Linked DNA regions of Xenopus laevis: region 2 is linked to region 1. A link is a contact called in public Hi-C data. All regions are on one chromosome and are shown on one strand. The core of a region is the stretch at or near the end of the contact, and the rest is flanking DNA. Distances in the headings are between cores, read along the strand shown.

Region 1 (2,753 bases), core at 126-2,625:
GCCTTTAGTGTGGTTCTGTATCGAATGTTTTAGCAAAGTAGATCACATCCACTGCCACACCAATTTCTAGGCTTAAAGGGATACTGTCATGGGAAAAAACATTTTTTTTCAAAATGAATCAGTTAATAGTGCTGCTCCAGCAGAATTCTGCACTGAAATCCATTTCTCAAAAGAGCAAACAGATTTTTTTATATTCAATTTTGAAATCTGACATGGGGATAGACATTTTGTCAGTTTCCCAGCTGCCCCAAGTCATGTGACTTGTGCTCTGATAAACTTCAATCACTCTTTACTGCTGTACTGCAAGTTGGAGTGATATCACCCCCTCCCTTTTCCCCCCGCAGCCAAACAAAAGAACAATGGGAAGGTAACCAGATAACAGCTCCCTGACACAAGATAACAGCTGCCTGGTAGAACAGCACTCAATAGTAAAAACCCATGTCCCACTGAGACACATTCAGTTACACTTAGAAGGAAAAACAGCAGCCTGCCAGAAAGCATTTCTCTCCTAAAGTGCAGGCACAAGTCACATGACTGGGGGCAGCTGGGAAATTGACAAAATGTCTAGCCCCGTGTCAGATTTCACAATGGAATATAAAAAAAATCTGTTTGCTGTTTTGAGAAATGGATTTCAGTGCAGAATTCTGCTGGAGTAGCACTATTAACTGATGCATTTTGAAAAAAACATGTTTTCCGATGACAGGATCCCTTAAGCTCATCTCCTCATTGAAGGTACCCTTTATGAATAATTGCACCACGCAAGCAATTTGCCAGTCTCTCTGTACCACGCCAGACACTGCTCCAGCTAGTACAGATATCAGAGTGTCTGTGAGGTAGTCCAGGTGTGTAAAGAAAAGTTCAGTTAACAGTTCTGGTGTGTCTGGAATGTAGTGGGAGCATTCCACTTAGAACATTGAGTGTGCATAAGAAAAACTTTTTTGGTTTTTTTTGCCTGTAAAAATGAACATTAGTTTGCTGGAGATACAGTGTTGCCAATGAAACAAGAGATCATGCTTACAATGTAAAAACATAGAAAAGCTGTAATCTAGGCCTTTCAACATACTGATATGCCATAAACTCTGGGAAAATTACAAATAAAAACAGGTTGACAGTTTATCTTAAGTTACCTGTGCTCAAGGTACATAATGACGGCAGTGGTAATACCAGCAAGGTTACCAGGACTCCCAAACTAAATCCGCAGCCTCTTCCTTCCACTTCTCCCGCCATAATCAAGACTTGAATTAAGGGTCCAAATCGAGGCTTGGAACACAAGCAACTTGCAGTCACCAAGGCAGATACTACTACTACAAATCGTATAGGCTGGGGAGACTCCGCCCAGCCGCAGTATGTTGTCGCTCTATACCCTTCGCTCCCTCAATTTTCCAGCTATCTCGGAAGTGCCGACTGGCTCCTACCGCTTCTTGAGCTTCCTGGACTGCTTCTCCAATACTTACAGGACGGTCACGTGTTAACGACGTCGACAAGCGTACGACGGCCATTTCACGTTCTTTCTCTACGTCTTACAGTATGGTCATGTGTTTAGAACGTAATCGAACGTCGTGAAATCATTACAGTTAGCGGTTGTCTTTTTTTGGTGTTGGGGAACAATTGTTACACATTATGGTGCCACTGACGTGGCCTGTCTTTATTATTACACGCAGAGAAGTTAACAGATACCGGCTTGTCAGTGGCAACACTAAAGAGACAGCAGGATTTTATTTTCCTTTAATTTATGTGTATGTGACATATAGAACATTAGTTTATATTATCTAGTAAAGCAGATTATTAAGGCATTTTAGACAAACCAAAGGTATTCTTACTGGGGGGGGGGGGCAAAAATGTTAGGCACCCCCAGTAGGGTTGCTACCTTTTCTGGGAAAAAATACCGGACTTCCTATATATTTAACTTTTTTTCCCTATTAATAACATTGGGATCAACCATCATTTTTACCAGCCAGGCCTGTAAAATACCGGCCAGGTGGCAACCCTAACCCCCAGTGATAACAATTCCTTACCTGATACTGGGCCAGTACTGTTAGCAGAAGTTAGTACTTAAAATTTTAGTAAAATCGCCAGAAAACAATACAATAGACCCATTATCATAACCCTGCTACAAACATTAGTCATAAAACACTGCCTAGTATTAGTAAAGTATTTTTTTTTACCCGTGAGCGTAGGGTTGCCACCTTTTATGGAAAAAAAATACCGTCCCTATATTCTTGCTATTTTTTCCTATTAATAACATTGGCATCAAGCATCATTTTTTACCGGCTAGGCCAGTAAAATACCGGCCAGATGGCAAACCTACGTGAGCCACATTCAAATGTAAAAAGAGTTGGGGAGCAACAAAAGCATGAAAAAGTCCCTTGGGGTGCCAAATAAGCGCTGTGATTGGCTATTTGGTGGCCCCTATGTGAACTGGCATCCTACAGGAGGCTCTACTTGGCACTATACTTATAGGGTTGCCACCTGACCGGTATTTTAGCGGCCTGGCCAGTAAAAATTATGGTTAATCCCAATGTTATTAATAGGGAAAAAACATAACTATATAGGAAGGCCCGGTATTTTTTTTCCAGAAAAGGTGGCAACCCTTTATACTTAGTTTTTATGCAATTAAAACTTGCTTCCAAGTCTGGAATTCAAAAATAAGCACCAGCTTTGAGGCCACTGGGAGCAACATACAAGGGGTTGGAGAGCAACATGTTGCTCACGAGCTACTGGTTGGGGATCACTGGTCTAACACATACCTCCCA
Region 2 (2,753 bases), core at 178-2,677, 140 kb after region 1:
ATTCGAATTTCAAAGTTTTTTCAACTCGAAAATTCGACCCTTGATAAATATGCCCTTTAATGTAGCATCTCTCCAAAGGCATGTCTCTGCTTTCTTTGCACTTCAAACTGGAAAATGCATAGCTGTCAAAAACATAGGGAGAGAGTGATATTCTGAGACAATTTGCAAATGGTTTTCATTTTTTATTATTTGGGGTTTTTGAGCTTTTTATCCAGCAGCTCTCCAGGTTGCAATGTCAGCAATCTGGCTGCTAGGGTCCATATTACCCTAGCAACCATGCACTGATTTGAATAAGAGACTGGAATATGAATAGGAGAGGACCTTACTAGAAAGATGAGAAACACAAATTAGCAATAACAAATAAATTTGTAGCCTTAAAGAGCATTTGCTTTTTAGATGGGGTCAGTGACGCCCTTATAATTATAAAACTATAAAAAAAAAAATAATGAAAACCAATGGAAAAGTTGCTTAGAATTAGCCATTCTATAACATACTAAAAGTTTACCTAAAGGTGAACCACCCCTTTAAATGGCAAAATCAATTTATTTTGCATTGTTTTTCTGCAAAGGCTCCAGGCCCCCCAATCCCCCCGGACCAATGATAATAATTCAGAACATCCATAGACTTGTTAGAGTCAGACCTTTTGCAGGTTGTGCAGATAAGGGAGGCCTAGTTGTTGTGTTTACATACAGCCAAGCACTTTATAAGCAAGCCCATTCCCCTCAAGCAAAAGGAATGGAGCTCTTTAATTAGAATGAGAAGACGTATATATATGCTAAACCAAGAATATCACTTGTCAGCCTTCCATATAACAAGAGATTGTACCAATATAACGATATTAAATATCTATGTATTTGAACTAAATATACTGTATAATGCGTTTCCAAACAGGAACCTAGAATTATTAGTGTCGACAGCTTGATTGGATCTTGCTTTAAATATTGAAAAGATCAGCGTACTGGATGATAATGTATGATAATTAGATAATTAGGATAGTTAGCATGAGCAATTTAAAGGGAGAAGCTTGACAAATAATCCAGATGATTAAATCCACTCCCCAGACAGGCCATGTTTACAATAAAGTCTATATACTTGCCCATATAGAAGCGAGGGACTCACAATATAGAGTCGTTAATGTATCCTTACAGACAAGCACACATTATAAAGCTGGTGACAGACATACTATGGAACCCACTTACCTCTCCAACACCGGGTTTTGCCTCCAAACTTTCACTTTCTCTTCTTCCTTTAAATATTCCCAGTGTTATGTGATTCTCTATTCAATCCATGTCAGAAGCGGACAGAAATGTTCATCTGAGCAACAAGTCCAAGTGCCCAGCCTGTATTAATGTTTTCCTGAGCAACTCGAAAGATCTCAAAGCTGCGTTGCTTTTCTTTCTTTCTTTTTTCTGCTTTCACTTCCTGATTTGAGGCAGAAAAACTGGCTGCAGCCCAGCGTTGTGAGCATGAGACGTACTACTTTATTAGCCCTGCCCATGAAAGTTGCACAAGTTTCCTCTGTGTGGCTTGCTTGGAAATTACTCCTTTTCACTCCTGATTATCTCATCCCCCTCCCTTGTTAGAAAGTCACTACACTACAAATCTTGACATTGTTTTTAAGTTTGGACAAAGCAATTCCATTGAGAACTGCACTTACTTTCTCGGCCCACTTGTCCTTTGGTTGCACGTCTTAGATCCTGTTCACAACAGCTCCCCCATAATGTACAAATGTATATCCATTGACAGCACTCCAATTTCTTTAAAACCGCCTATAATAGTTGCAGTTATTTGCATAGCAGAACAGCAACACAATGCAATGTTTCGGAGTGGCACTCCACTCTTTGTCAAGCATAAAAACCACACGAGCACATGATGCCCCCTAGTGTTATAACATATTATTACAAAGTATAACAGTGTGTCATTACAAACATACATTTCAGATACAACTGACATCCAAAGTAATTTCTTTTCGATTCATTTAGCTTAGTGATCCACAAAGTATATAAATAAAAAAATATTAACTTATCTGGATTTTGAGCAATGTCCCATCCAGATATTAACCCGCTCCCGGGCCAAAGAACAACATGTTTGAATGATACCTGTAAAAGATAAAATACTATTTTTAAAAGGAATACTCATTGTTTCAATAAAAACGGGCTCAAATCATATTCCTGATTCAGACCATAAGGAAGCATGGTTCCCAGTCTCCTTATTCAATGGGCCTCCCTTCGCAATAATTCCTTGTCACAATCTCCTCCACACCTCCTTCTTGGTACTGAATCAAGAATTTGAAAGCGCAACTGACTGATGGTGTGGCTATTTTCATTAAAATGTTTTGCAACTGGCTGATTTAATTCATTTCTGATAGCTGACTTATGTTCATTCAATCTATCTCTTATGCACCGTATAGTTATTCCCACAAATGTTTTGCCACACGGGCATTTTATACTTCATATGTGGATGCACATGTATAAAATCCTCTTATTGGAATACGAAAACCTTTTAGAGGATGGTCTATCCATTCACCTTTTAAAACAATGCTACAATGATTACACCCGCAGCATGGAAATGTTCCATTTTTTTTTTCGTTTTTAAAAAGGTTTGTTTGTAACCCGTAGAGGGATACAGATCTGCATTGACCAATTTAGCCTCAATTGTCTCTGCTCTAGTATATGACATTACAGGTGGAGATTTAAACACATCCTTGGTTGGGAAGTTCTTTGTTAGTAAACTCCAGTCTTTTTTTATTCTTT

Evidence for each region. A called contact is a pair of places that touch in the nucleus more often than the background predicts.
Region 2: a contact with region 1 is called in a Hi-C map of the XL177 cell line, with 5 times the contacts expected there. The contact joins the promoter of stat6.L here to the promoter of nemp1.L in region 1. A contact is called at or near these places in 2 of 4 Hi-C or Micro-C datasets (the XL177 cell line and the XTC cell line).

What each region holds. Positions count from the first base shown.
Region 1 is chr2L:146,358,589-146,361,341 of Xenopus_laevis_v10.1, forward strand. nemp1.L (nuclear envelope integral membrane protein 1 L homeolog) reads right to left here and starts at 1,376. Exons shown (of 9, transcript NM_001097755.1): 1 at 1,128-1,376. The coding sequence starts at 1,227.
Region 2 is chr2L:146,500,009-146,502,761 of Xenopus_laevis_v10.1, forward strand. stat6.L (signal transducer and activator of transcription 6 L homeolog) reads right to left here and starts at 1,428. Exons shown (of 20, transcript NM_001095162.1): 1 at 1,200-1,428.